Regions from separate parts of the Sus scrofa genome. Here all the other regions are linked to region 3. A link is a contact called in public Hi-C and HiChIP or PLAC-seq data. All regions are on one chromosome and are shown on one strand. The core of a region is the stretch at or near the end of the contact, and the rest is flanking DNA. Distances in the headings are between cores, read along the strand shown. Region 1 overlaps MRPS25 (28S ribosomal protein S25, mitochondrial). Region 2 overlaps TMCC1 (transmembrane and coiled-coil domain family 1). Region 3 has its middle 66 kb from the start of TMCC1. Region 4 overlaps TMCC1 (transmembrane and coiled-coil domain family 1). Region 5 overlaps TMCC1 (transmembrane and coiled-coil domain family 1).

Region 1 (2,700 bases), core at 163-2,662, 160 kb after region 3:
ATACACCATTGGAGTTTCCATTGTGGCTCAGTGGTTAACAAACCCGACTAGAATCCATGAGGACGCGGGTTCGATCCCTGGCCTCACCCAGTGGTTAAGGATCTGGCCTTGCTGTGAGCTGTGGTGTAGCTCGCAGACGCGGCTTAGATCCTTCGTTGCTGTGGCTGTGGTATAGCCTGGAACCTCCATAAGCTGCTGGTGTGGCCCTAAAAAGACAAAAAACAAACAAACAAACAAAAAACCACACCAGGAAGTTCTTGTTGTGGCTCAGTGGTAACAAGCCCCTGCTAGTATCCATGAGGATGCGAGTTCAATCCCTGGCCTTCATCATTGGGTTAAGGACCCTATGTTGCTGTGGCTGTGGCGTAGGCAGGCAGCTGCGGCTCTGATTCAAACCTAGCCTGGGAACTTCTATATTCCAAGGGTTTGGCCCTAAAAAGCAGAAAAAGAAAAATTGAAAAATACACCGGTGCATACAGTATTAGGTTAAAAACTCAGGTTTAATTTCATCCATTTTGCAGGAAATTCGTATTTTTCAACATACCTCAGATCCAGTACAAGAACCCCTGGGTGCAGATCACGATGTTTAAGAACATGACGCCATCGCCCTTCCTGAGGTTCTACTTAGGTGAGCAGAACCTGGGCCCTGTGCTGTGGCCCGACATTGGCGTGGCCTGAGGTGGGCGCTTGTAATGCACTTCTCCCCTCCCCTTGGCTTCTGGACCCAGCACACAGTGGCTGCTGAGATCTGGTGTCTCCCCTACACCTTGGGCTCATCTCCGCATGCCTCATATCCTTCGCCCTGGTTGCTCCAGATTCCCTGGCCACACTGCTTTTGTGCCTTCGCTCACACTGCTCCCTCTGTCAGAAATCTCCTTTCTACTTTTCTTTGCTTAATTAAGAAAAAATAATCCTTTGATAATTTGATAATTATCAAAATAATCCTTTGATAATCCCATTGTGGCTCAGTGGTAACAAACTGGACTAGTATCCCTGAGGATACAGGTTTGATCCCTGACCTTGCTCAGTGGTTTAAGGATCTGGTGTTGCCATAAACTGTGGTGTAGGTTGCAGACACAGCTTGGATCCTGTGTTGCTGTGGCTGTGGTGTAGGCCAGCAGCTGTAGCTCTGATTCAGCCCCTGGCCTGGTAACTTCCATATGCCTAGGGTGTAGCCCTAAAAAGAAAAATAATAATAGTCCCTTGAGACTCAGCCTGAGCACCATTTCCCCCAGGAAGCCTTCCCTGCACCTTCGATGGGCCTCCCCTGTCTCCCAGCGCACCTGTGTTTGCATGTGTCCTCTGGACTGGACACGCTGTTGCCACGAGTCACTAAGGCAAAGGCTTATTCAGTTAAGCTGGGCTTGGGGCCCAGAGGTCAGAAGACCTGATATTCTGGCCCAGCTCTCTACTCAGTCATTCTGATCCTGAGCGAGTAACCCACTTCCCTATTTCTCAGGGGAAGGCAAAACATCTCCCTTACACAGTTGTAAGAATCGACTGAAGTGGAAACAGGATATTCTTCCATTCATTCAGTAAATACATACCAAGTGCCTATAAGGACCCAGGTGCTGCCCTATGTGCTGGGGATATCAGGGACCTCTACTGACAAATGTCTCTCGCTTTGTAGAGTCGATGTTCCTGCTGGTGACAGAAAGAATAAGACTCAGTAACATGTTTTGTTAGAAGATGAGTGCTGTGGGAAAAAGAGAAAGGGAGCAAGGTGGAGGTGAGGGGAATGGTGATGGTTTGACAACTTTGTGATTGTATTTTGGGTTTTTTGTTGTCGATTTGTCTTTTTTTTTGCCTTTTCAGGGCCGCATCTGCGGCATATGGAGGTTCCCAGGCTGGAGGTCTAATCGGAGCTGTTGCTGCCAGCCTTTGGGACAGCCACAGCCACGGCAGATCTGACCTGTGTCTGCAACTTGCACCACAGCTCACGACAATGCCGGATCCTTAACCCACTGAGTGAGGCCAGGAATCGAACCCGCAAACTCATGGTTCCTAATCGGATTTGTTTCTGCTTCGCCACAACGGAAACTCCTGTATTTTGTGTTAGTGGATTTTTGTGGGGTAGGGGTGGGTTCGGGTTGTGCCTGCAGCATATTGAAGTTCCTGAGCCAGGGAGTGAATTTATGTCACAGCAGTGGTGTGAGCCGTAGCAGTGACAATGCTGAATCCTCAGTCCCCTGCACCACCAGGCAACTCCTGAGTTGGTGTTTTTAAAAACGCACTTTATTGAGGTGTGATTTACCCACAATAAAATGAGCGGGTCTCTTGTGCATGGAGCAATGGGTTCTGACAGTTGTTAGGTGCCTGTCACTATTTTCCAGTGAGGACAACAACAAAATTTCTCTCTATAAAGTCCCCATCACTGCTTTCCAGTTAATCCCTTGCCCACCAGAGGCACCCACTGTTAGCGGTTCTTTTACCATAGATTGATTTTGTTTTATTTGTTTCAGACCATACTATAAATAGAATCTCACAATATGTGTTCTTCTATATTTTCACTTGTGTTTTTGAGATTCACCACAGTATGTGTATCAACAGTTTATTTTTTAGGGCAGTACCAGCAGCATATGGAGGTTCCCAGGTTAGGGGTCGAATCGGAGCTGCACCTGCTGATTTACACCACAGCCACAGCAACACAGAATCCGAGCTGTGCCTGTGACCTACACCACAGCTCACAGCAACGCTGGA
Region 2 (2,700 bases), core at 121-2,620, 160 kb before region 3:
AAAGAAAATAACTTTTAAGAACATATACACTAGTTTCATTGTGAACACTTAAATGTCTAATGAAAGAATAATATTCTGAAAATGCGTTAGCTAAACATACATACAACAAAAATCTGTATTTAAGAAGGTTAAGAGAACCAGTAGTTAGGAAGGTTCAAGTACATTTTAAAAGTAAGCACATGAGGGAGTGAGTGAATGTTAGCATGTGTGAGAAAGCTGACGAGCAGCCTCATTTCTGGTATATCCTAGGAAAGGATCTCATGAGTCAAGATTCTAAGGAGAGCTGTAGCTGTCTATGAGCCCTCTCCTTTCCCCTACATCACCCGCCGCAATATAGTACAGCAGGTTATTTGGCACATATAGCCTGGCAATGATTCTACTCAGAGGTGGGAACTAATGCTCTTAAAAATTATGGGTGGTGGAGTTCCTGTTATGGCTCAGAGGTTAACGAACCTGACTAGCATCCATGAAGACGTGGGTTCAATCCCTGGCCTCAATCAGTGGGTTAAGGATCCGGCGTTGCCGTGAGCTGTGGTGTAGGTCACAGACGCAGCTCAGATCTCATGTTACTATGGATCTGGTGTAGGCCAGTGGCTACAGCTCTGATTGGACCCCTAGCCTGGGAACCTCCATTTACTGTAGGTGCAGCCCTAAAAGAAAGAAAAGAAATTCTGGGTGGGATATATTGAGTAGGACCAAAAGACTTGCTCTTGTCTGTAGACCTCAAGCGGCATACTATGGTGAAAGCAGAAATGGGGATTTAACTCATTATACACCGTCTTCTGCTGGTTTTCATATGACTTGGTACGGAGAAGAGTAGGGAATCTCTCTTTCCAACCTTGTTAATAACCCAGAAGTCTTCCAGGTCATCTGGATCAAGGCTACAAATCTCTTACAAGAAAGTGGGAGGTAACATACTCCAGGATCATTGCGTTCATTTTGTACCAGCATGAATCTCAAACTATCAATTCTACTGACTCCTCTGCATCTATATAGACTGGCAGAACATAGCTATTTCCCCTAGGTAGCCTGCCAGAATGTGGAGAGTCATTTAAGATAGAAAAGATGACAGCAGTAATTTTAGCACACAGCTGTCTAATACTTAGGTTACTTATCTGCTTATGCTACCAGTGTAATCTTAGGCAAAAACAAGTCTATGAAGTTGAATCATTCTGATGAAATGTCTCCTCCTTTAAAAAGTTAAGGTTGGACCAAGTACTGACTATTTTCAAGTCTTAGCACACTTTCTGCTTTTTACTTTTAATTATAAAAATTTTCAAATATAGAGAAAACGTAGAAAGAATGTTACAAGGAACCCATATATCCAACACCTGGACTCAACAACTACTAACCTTTTACTTTAAACCCACACGTGCGCGTGCACACGTGCGCACACACACAGACACACAGCTAAGTCACTTAGAGTAAATTACATATGATACTCTATACCAAAATACTTCAGCATATATCTCCAAAATTTAAGGCCATTCTCCTAAATAAAATATCACTGTAATGCCTACCAAATTTGCTAATTCAATAACATCATCTAATATCTAGTCATACTGAAAGGTTAAAAAGTATACAAACCTACAGATGATAGAGATTATAGTTTTAATAAAATACATATAGGACATATGGACTACTCACAACAGTTTCACTATCACCAAGAGTCTAACAAAGCCACAGCTAAAAAACACTGGTCATAATCATATGTCTTAGGGTAAGAAAACAATCAAACAAAAATCCAGAACTGTATTTGTTTCTCTAAAGAAAGTGTTTTTAACTTCCACATTTGGCTCCTCAGTTATAATATTATACTACTGTTTCAAAAGAAACATTTCTGATCAGGTGCTATAATAACTAGGAAACTGAGGCCTGGAAAGGATTTCTATATGTTATTACATAATTCTGCTGTAATACCAGTTACTAATTCATAATCTACCTTATTTCCAAAAAAAGAACTTGATATGTTTTATAAAATTTATACATTTTTAATAAACAATGAAAGTTATAATTAAAGAACAAAAGATATATTGGGATACATGAAACAGGTAACTGAATTAGAAACACAAACTAAGGCTAGTCACTGCAATTGAGTACTTTAGAATTTCTGTATATATATGAATGACTGGGTCACTTTGCTGTACAGCAGAAACTGACACAATACTGTAAATCAACTATACTTTAATAAAAAAAAAACTTTTTAAAGAATACTTTTGAATTTTCTGGCAACCAAAGCAAAAATGGAAATATGTTATACTTTTTTGTTAGCTGTTTAAAAAAAAATGCTCAAGAAGTTATCAGCATATTTAATCGGAGAATTTTGCATGTGGATTTTTATATAAGAAAAATGTACTAATAACTGAAATCTTTTACAATGATTAATACAAAAGATAGGAAAACATTATTTGTAGGTGCGTATTATATCCAAATATAACAAAAGTCAAGGGCTTATTATAAAACCAAAGATGCGGAGTTCCCGTCGTGACGCAGTGGTTAACGAATCCAACTAGGAACCATGATGTTGCAGGTTTGATCCCTGCCCTTGCTCAGTGGGTAACGATCCAGCATTGCCGTGAGCTGTGGAATAGGTCGCAGACACGGCTCAGATCCTGAGTTGCTGTGGCTCTGGCGTAGGCTGGTGGCTACAGCTCTGATTCAAACCCTAGACTGGGAACCTCCACATGCCACAGGAGCGGC
Region 3 (2,700 bases), core at 187-2,686:
TCAAAGACAAGAATTGGGTTTAGTCAATAACTTCCAAAGATAAGATACTGGTCAGAAGGCATAAACAAAGTTTTGTTTTGTTTTAAAGCAACTACCCGCTTTTTAATAATTTAGGAAATCAGACCTTCCTGAGAGATGCTTATGGTACAGGTACCTCTGATATGTATGTCAGACTTACAGCAACCATTTTGGATTAGTGCGTGTGTGTTCATCTTCCTTTCCTCTACGACAAGTCAGGATGGAAAGGCAGTGTGCAAAAGCACTGGCTAAGATCTACCAAGACTTAATGTGTAAGGTGTCACCAAAGAAGTGGGGGGTCGGAATTAGCCAACAGCTCAAGGGGCTGCTTGAAGAAACTCTGCTGCAAATTCACCTGGGGGATGTTCACCATCAATGTCAGGGATGGACCAACCAACCCCTGGACAAGGACTACACATCCGTGCTAAAAATAAAAAACCTGGAGTCTGCGAGCTGTAAACGGATCTCCGGCCCTTTAGGGAAGATGCAACTCAATGAGCCCCTTTTCCCTTCCTAAAAGGATTAAAGAAAGGCACCTGGGGCCAAGTCTGGCTAGCTTAGACTCACATCCCACCGCGCACCTCCTAATCTCCCTGTTCCCAGTACAGCGGGCTCCCTTCTCCCCTCGAACAAGTTCAAAATCAAAACAAAAGGTGCAAAACTGGTTTCAGGTGGCAATGGCTGAGCCCTTGTGGCCAACTTCTGGGGCCGCTAGGGCGAGCGAGGGCTCGTAGGACCCCAGGCCCCCCAGAGTCGGCTACCGAACAGCCCCTCGGGCCTGGGCCCAACTCCCCCACACGCCCTTCCCTCCCCGCGGCCCTGGAGGGGGTGCTGGGAAGGGGGCGAGGCGAGGGGGTGGGGAGAGAAACCCAGGGTCAAGATGACAGCGAAACAGACCAGGGGAGAAAGAGGCCCGGGGGGATGCTGGGGGTCGAGTCTAGCTAGGCCCGGGGCTTCAGCCCGAACGGGGGCGACCGATGGTCCGAGCCGCGCCAGGCCGCGAGCTGGAGGCCCGGCCCGCGTCGGCGGCGCCACCCCGCCACGCTCCCCTCACGACTCTCCCCGCCCCGGGCGGAGGGGCAATGAGGGGCCGCCGCCAGCGTGTCCGGGGCGGGGGCACTCACTCACCGGCGGGGAGGGGAGGAGCAGCCGGCGTCTCCGCCAGCACCGTCGCTCGTGCTCAAGCACCGGCTCCTGCCGCTGCGGCCGCCGCGCCCGGTCCATCCCCCCCCAACCACCCCCCTCCCGGCCCTCCCCCCGCGCCGCCTGAGCCGCCGCAGCCGCCACCGCCGCCACGGTCCCGGCGCGGGAACGCGAACCAGCGCGAGGGGGCGAGAGCGCGCGCCCGCCTCCACCACCCACAACCTCCGCCCCCGGCTGGCGGCGCACGCGCAAGGCGGTGGCGGCGGGCGCGCGCACGCCGCAGGAGGCGGGCACAGCTCCGGAAGGCGTACCCCCGCCCCACCCGCCCGCCCACCCACGCGGTAGCTATGCTCTGAGTCGATCCAGCGCAGGTGGCCGGGGGCTGTTCCGCGTGGGCTGTTCCAGGCGAAAGCTCCCGAAACGCAGTTCCTCTGGAGAGCGAAGGCCCACGGCAGCTCAGCGGATTTCTGGCGGCCGCTCCGGGTTTTTCACCTGTTCTCCCTGTCTTCAATCGTAAGGCCTTCTTTCATGCTCAAATCCAGCAAGTTTTCGGCTGCTGCTGGGAAAAGGACTGGGGCTGTCACTATTTCACATCTGGTATTACTGCTGAAGGGAACTGAAGCAGTCATCAGCCTATCCCTTTATTATTCCAATTTCCTAATTGATTTATTCGTTCGTCACGTATGTATTGAGGCTCCTTTCATGTCCTAGGCCCTGTATGAGTTACTGGAAGTACAACATGGAAACGAAGTCATGAAGTTAGAACGGGTTAAAGACACTGTTATGGGGGAATCACACAAAATTTAAATTTGCAAACAGTGTCATCTCTTCTGAGAAGTGCGTGGCTCCCAGAGAGCCTGTTTTGGGGCGGGGTGGAGGAGGGATGGAGGGGGTGGTAGGAGATTGATTTTGTGGAATCTGAAGGCCGACTTGGAAGAACTTAACTACCTCCAAGGAGTGAGAGCTTGGCGTGGCTGGAATGGGGCGCTGAAAGAGCATTCAATGTGGAGCGGAGTGTGACGGGGCAGGGGACCAATTAGGAGGCTGCCTGAACAGTCGAGGCACTGGTGATGGTAAGAAGAGCACTGTTTAGGGAGTAAAATGGACAGGAGTTGATAGATTGAAGATTGTGGCCAAGGAGGAGGCAAGGTTGACTCTTAGATTTGAGGTTGGTGGGGATGCATTTATAGATCTCAGGAGCTCTGAAGGAGACCCTTGAGGAAAATAACTAAAAACGGATGATAAACGTAAAAACTAAAACTACCAAGTAAATTTCTAGAAGAAAACACAGAGGAAAAAAAAATCTTTGTGATTTTGAGATAGGCAAAGATTTCTTAGGACACCATAATCATGAACCGTAAAAGAAATGATTTGTAAAATGAACTTAATTAAAATCTAAAACTTTTGTTCTTTGAAAGACATCATGAAAAAATGAAAAGATTGAGGGGTGGATTTGGAATACAATATATCTGACAATCCAGAATATATAAAGAACTCATATAAATGAATGACAACCCAAAACAATGAGCAAAAGGTTTT
Region 4 (2,700 bases), core at 50-2,549, 240 kb before region 3:
CAATTCCCTGGCTCAGGTCTGCCAGATAATTCAATGACTTCCATGCACTGGACTGTTCCAAGCAGTCCTTTAAATTGATAAAACTCTCCTATCTACCTTCCTTGTTTTGTATGTGTATGAGGGAAAGTCTCTTAAGAAAATCTTATCTGATATTTGCAAATTTCCAGAAAGTGCTGAGTATAAAGTGCAATCCTTACCATGGATTACCATGCCCTTGCATAAAAATGAAGTCTTTTAGAAGTTGAAGAATTTACTCACAGTTACATGGAAATTAACAGCAAGATCTCAAGATCTGAGTCTTCCTAAATGGGAAAATACAACTATTGTTCCCAGAGACAGCACTTTATTAGTAAGTAGTCAGACAGCAAAGTAGCTTTTGGGTAAGTAGAATGAGCTGCATTTCCCCACAGATGAAACACAAACAGGTAAGGAGACTTGCCAAGGTGATACAAAGCTGTAGAACTCAGGGCTGAAGCAAAACTCACAAAGGGTCCAGTTGAAACAGCCCCATTAATTCATCTACTAATAACCAATAGCATTTGTTTCCCTCTTCAAGTCAGAAGAATTACCTGGAGAATGATGACTTTCTGAAAGAACAGAAAAGTTGCAGCTGTTATTTTGTAGTTGAAATTCTATTACGCTCACACTAATAGTTGTGTTTGCGTTACCATAGTAAGCACTTCCAATCTACAGGAAACATCAGGGAGGAAACTGAGAAAGCCATAAACTTTGAGGCTTTTGCAAAATATGATGAACAAAGAGGTTGGCAAGACGCCCCTGGTGTCCTGCAGTGGAGGTCCTCTGGGTTGCCTCAGTGCCCTGAAAGAATGGTACTGGCTCACCATTATTAAAACACTTGTCCTAATTTGTTCACCTAGGTCATGAAAGCTCTTTTCACAGTCTCACAACCTGCAAATTGAAAGCACAAACCTGACTGTGTTTAGGAATACCTGGTCAAACATTTTATCAGTGCCATCAGCCTCTGTGTAGCTTACATAATCCACATGTGCAATAATAGTATGCCAACAGGCTAACGCAAAGAGCCCAGTAAAAATGAAATGGTGTTACTCTGAGTGGAAGAATGTAAGTGTGGGGAATTTAGGGTTTGATGTAATCTACTTAGTCATTGTAATCATCAGAACATCAGAATACTAGCACCACAAATAACAATAGCTACCTGCCCACTATGTCTTTTTACGGGTAGCATCTGTAGCAATCTCATGAAGACATTTCTACGTTAATCCTCACCTCCTCCCTCCCTGGGAGGTACTTCCATTTATAACTAAGAAATGGGAGGAGTTCTCGCTATGGTGCAACAGGTTGGCAGTGTCTTGCCACGCGGGTTTGATCTCCAGCCCAACACAATGGGTTAGGGATCCGGCACTGCAGCAGCTTAGTTCGAGGCTACAGCTTTGATCTGAACCCTGACTGGGAACTCCATTATGTCGGGGGTGCCCCCCCCGAAAAAGGGAAAAGAAATGGGAAACTGAGAAAAATGCTGTAATTTTCCCCTGCTGGTAAGGTGTAGGGAGGATCTGAACTGCTTGATTCAGCCTTCTTGATTTTTATATTTGTTTTATTATTGTCTTTTTATAAAACCATTCCCCCCATACTATTAGACAAACTCAAAATGTGAACAATGAAAGGAAGAGAAACACTTTCCACACCTCTGTTATTAACATTATAAACTCTTGTGCTTACTTTACTTGCTACTGTTTACTTCCAAGCTGACTCCTAAAATGGAGAAGCCAGGCACCCAGAATTCATAGAAAGAGCACTTCTAGTTTCTCATTAAATATTAACACCAAACTAGGAGGGAAGAAAGGTAAAGTAAATTGTGTACAGCCTTTCACATGTGACTTTTGTTAAAACTAAGAACTCCTTGGAGTTCCCCTTGTGGCGCAGCAGAAACAAACCTGACTTGTATCCAGGAGGATGTGGGTTGGATCCCTAGCCTTGCTCAGTAGGTCAGGGATCTGGCGTTGCCGAGAGCTGTTGTGTAGGTTGCAGATGGGGCTCAGATCCTATGCTGCCGTGGCTGTGGTGTAGGCTGGCAGTTGTAGCTCCGATTCTACCCTAGCCTGGGAACTTTTATATGCCCAAAAAAAAAAAAAAAAAAAAGAGCTCCTTGTAAGTGATTTTAACCCCTTTTTATGACACTAATAAAAAACTCTCTGGACATGAAGTGGGGAGTGGTTCTTGTTCCTATAAGTAAATGATTTTGACTGGCACATGCTTTTCATGTGATTCCATCTAGTATACAAAGAAGCATGAGATTAATAACTCATTTAGAAACTTTTTACTTAAAAATCTTTCCTGAATCATTATAACTCAAAGGGAATGTAGACAGCTAATATGATTTGAGTTTAACTATCAGTAAACAGACATCCTGAACATTATAAGATCTTTTTAAAAAAAGTAGGTCAGGGAGTTCCCTGGTGGCTCAGCAGGTTAAGGATCCAGCACTGTCACTGTTGTGGCTCAGGTCACTGCTGTGGCCTGGGTTTGGTCCCTGACCCAAGAACTGCTGCATGGGTGTGGCCAACAAAAAAAAGTAGGTTATATCATATTTGGGCAGGTGAAATTCTTCCCCCAAAGAATTATTAAAACACATCTAGGACGTTCCCCTGGGTGCAGAGGGTTTAGGATCTGTTGTTGCCACAGCTGTGGCACAGGTTGCAACTATGAAGGCCAAAAAAA
Region 5 (2,700 bases), core at 4-2,503, 210 kb before region 3:
GTCTACACTACCGTTTTGGACTTTATTCCAAGGATTGTCACTAAAGGCTTCCCAATGGTAAAAGTAGGATAAAAGTAGGATAATCTCCTTTGGAATCTAGATTTAGAGATCCAAAAAGCTACTTGACTATATCAAAATCATCATGACCAAAACCAAACACCACAATCTTCCTCTAACCCTGGTTCTCTTACAATCCTCTATTATCACCTCAGGAAAAGCATCACTATCCATCAGGTTACACAAGCCCAACCAAACCATGCCAAAGCCCAGCAATCATTTTTGACATCATCTGCCTTCTACCTATATCCAACCCAATACCAAGTTTTATTTATTTTTCTTTCTTTTTTTCTTTTTTTTTTTAGGGCCGCACCTTCGGCATATGGAAGTTCCCAGGCTATAGGTCAAATTGAAGCTGCAGCTGCTAGGCCACAACACAGCCACAGCAACACAGGATCTGAGCCACGTTTGCAACCTATACCACAGCTCATGGCAAAGCCAGATCCTTAATCCACTAAGTGGGAGGCCATGGATCAAACCTGTGTCCTCATAGATGCTAGTCGGGTCTGTTACTGCTGAGCCACAATGGGAACTCCTTATTTTACTTTCCAAATGTCCATCAAATTACAATACTCTCCACCTATCTCTACTTATTTCTACTGTCAAAGTCTTAGGACAAACTGCAGTCATCTTTTCTGGATCCCTCTACTCTGACTGATCTACATTCATTTAAGCTCTCAGTTTAACTGGAATTTTCTTTTTTTTAATCCTAAATTAACCAATGCTTAAATTATTTTAGTAGTTTCCACACTCCTAGAATTTTATTTTAAGAACAAGAATCTGAACATGGTCTATAAAGTTTTATGTGACTAGGCTCTGGATCTCTCTCTAGCTTTAGCATGCTTCTCCCACTATAGCCACAATAGCAATTTTTTTTTTTTTTTTTTAAATGGCTGGACCTGAGGAAGTTCCTGGGCCAGGGAGTGAATCTGAGCCACAGCTGTGACAATGCAGGATCCCTGAACCCACTGCACCAGGCTGGGGATCAAACCTGTACCTCTGCAGTGACCTGAGCTGCTGGAGTCGGATTCTTACACTGTGCCACAGCGGGAACCTCACAAGAGCCTTTTTTAGACCCTGCTTTTCATCCTGTTCCTTCTCACTGTGGATGAAAAATTGTCATTTGCCACCTGCCTCTACAAGGATGAAGTCACTAGCCACTGTAATCGCTGACCTTCAACACAACCTCAAAGGAGTTCAGGGTAGAGGTCAAGAATGAGGCACTCTGTGCTCTGGGAAAAACTGGCAGAACAGGCCCTCAGATGGTTAGATGTTTTTCAGGGGAAGATTTTATGAGCCCAATTTCTTGTTTCTTCTCATATCTAGAAAAGCACTAAAATCATTAACAGAGACATCTGCTCCTGGTGACTAGGAGCAGCCTTATTATGACTAGAAGCAACCTTCTGCTAACGTATGTGCTTGCCTTCACTAAAATCACATATATATACTGACCTCCCTGCCCATCTCTTCAGAGGAGTCCTCACAGCCATCTGAGAGGCTGTCTCCCAGGCTACAGTCTTCATTTTGCCCCAAATAAAATTAAATTCACAATTCTCTCATTGTGCATTTTTTTCAGTCAAAATCACTACAGGGTCTTTGCACATGTAATATTGCCTACCATCCTTTTTTCAACTCTCAGCCAGCACTCTGCAAGGTACTTGGGCACATATTAACAAATAAAATAAAGTCTCTGCCTTCAATGATGCTTAGCTCAGTGAGGAAAAGTGGTAAAGACAGAAAAACCAGTAATCAAGAAACAAAGATTGTGAAAAGTGCTACAAAGAAAAAGAACAAAGTTCTGTGAGAAAAAGAATAATGTTAAAGCAGGGAAACCTACTCTAGATTGGAGGAGTGTCATAACATAATTCTATACAGGGGCATTTAAACTGCACTCTCAATGATAGAAAAGGAAGTCGTTACTTTAACCGGGCCACAAAGGAAGAGAAGCATTATCGCTGTAGGTTTCATGTGCCAAGAAAATACAGAATTTGGAATCTTATAGTCAAGAAAAAATATACACAGCTAACCAAACAGTTCAAAAAAAGAAGAAAGAAAAAAAGATTTGTATATTCACTGCTTCTTAGAATTCACTTGGCGAAAGGTTGAGACTATGTTACAGAAAAGGATTAAGGAAGAAGCAGAAGGATGCTGAGAGAGGAAAAGGCCCGTAAAGAAGGAGGGGGCCACTTGCCTAGGAACCTAATAGAGTATATGGATAGATGTATTTATAAGGCTTATATAAGCAGTGAGTCAGCAAAAAGCCAGGTGTCAATGGATCTCTTCTGTGCCCATTCTAAGCAGCTAGGAAACTTGGCTTTCTCTACTGGTGAGAAGAGGGGCCCAAAGACAAGATCTGAGGTATGTTATAAAACAGTCACCATACCATCCAGCAATACTTGCTGTGATGAGGAAAAGTAAACCTTTATGCTTAGAAAAACAAAAGAAACAAGATCCAACTTGAAGCAGATTAGAGTAAGATGATTCTAGTAGGATTTCACAGACCAAATGTGACTATTTTGTTAACTTGTAATAAAATGCTTATTAAAGATCCCAAAACCAAGACTCCAAAATCTGAAAACAAACCCTATATTTTAAAGAGAAAACATCTTTCTTGGGGTCCATAAGTATTTCTACAACTATCTT

Evidence for each region. Hi-C and Micro-C count contacts between places; a contact is called where the count stands out from the background. HiChIP or PLAC-seq counts read pairs in DNA pulled down with a chosen protein or histone mark.
Region 1: a contact with region 3 is called in a Hi-C map of alveolar macrophages, with 10 times the contacts expected there. The contact joins two enhancer-like sites. A contact is called at or near these places in 21 of 47 Hi-C or Micro-C datasets (alveolar macrophages, blood, differentiating spermatogonia and 13 more) and 1 of 2 datasets of contacts at active chromatin or transcription factors (alveolar macrophages).
Region 2: an H3K27ac HiChIP or PLAC-seq map of skeletal muscle shows a contact between it and region 3. The contact joins two enhancer-like sites. A contact is called at or near these places in 1 of 5 promoter capture datasets (liver) and 2 of 2 datasets of contacts at active chromatin or transcription factors (alveolar macrophages and skeletal muscle).
Region 4: an H3K27ac HiChIP or PLAC-seq map of alveolar macrophages shows a contact between it and region 3. The contact joins two enhancer-like sites. A contact is called at or near these places in 2 of 2 datasets of contacts at active chromatin or transcription factors (alveolar macrophages and skeletal muscle).
Region 5: a contact with region 3 is called in an H3K27ac HiChIP or PLAC-seq map of skeletal muscle, with 3 times the contacts expected there. The contact joins two enhancer-like sites. A contact is called at or near these places in 2 of 2 datasets of contacts at active chromatin or transcription factors (alveolar macrophages and skeletal muscle).

The regions. Positions count from the first base shown.
Region 1 is chr13:69,445,294-69,447,993 of Sscrofa11.1, forward strand. MRPS25 (28S ribosomal protein S25, mitochondrial) reads left to right here. Exons shown (of 4, transcript XM_003358532.5): 2 at 522-628. Among named protein-coding and RNA genes, the nearest start is that of MRPS25, 5.5 kb to the left of the region's middle. Within about 2 kb of position 1,413, at least 5 of the 83 cell types and tissues checked have an H3K27ac peak or open chromatin away from gene starts, as enhancers often do. A contact at or near this core is called in alveolar macrophages, where this site is marked.
Region 2 is chr13:69,126,036-69,128,735 of Sscrofa11.1, forward strand. All of the region lies in intron 1 of TMCC1 (transmembrane and coiled-coil domain family 1), which reads right to left. Among named protein-coding and RNA genes, the nearest start is that of TMCC1, 96 kb to the right of the region's middle. Within about 2 kb of position 1,371, at least 4 of the 83 cell types and tissues checked have an H3K27ac peak or open chromatin away from gene starts, as enhancers often do. A contact at or near this core is called in skeletal muscle, where this site is marked.
Region 3 is chr13:69,288,850-69,291,549 of Sscrofa11.1, forward strand. No RefSeq gene overlaps it. Among named protein-coding and RNA genes, the nearest start is that of TMCC1, 66 kb to the left of the region's middle. Within about 2 kb of position 1,437, at least 53 of the 83 cell types and tissues checked have an H3K27ac peak or open chromatin away from gene starts, as enhancers often do. A contact at or near this core is called in alveolar macrophages and skeletal muscle, where this site is marked.
Region 4 is chr13:69,051,367-69,054,066 of Sscrofa11.1, forward strand. All of the region lies in intron 2 of TMCC1 (transmembrane and coiled-coil domain family 1), which reads right to left. Among named protein-coding and RNA genes, the nearest start is that of PLXND1, 56 kb to the left of the region's middle. Within about 2 kb of position 1,300, at least 5 of the 83 cell types and tissues checked have an H3K27ac peak or open chromatin away from gene starts, as enhancers often do. A contact at or near this core is called in alveolar macrophages, where this site is marked.
Region 5 is chr13:69,083,813-69,086,512 of Sscrofa11.1, forward strand. The region is part of intron 1 of TMCC1 (transmembrane and coiled-coil domain family 1); the gene reads right to left. Among named protein-coding and RNA genes, the nearest start is that of PLXND1, 89 kb to the left of the region's middle. Within about 2 kb of position 1,254, at least 6 of the 83 cell types and tissues checked have an H3K27ac peak or open chromatin away from gene starts, as enhancers often do. A contact at or near this core is called in skeletal muscle, where this site is marked.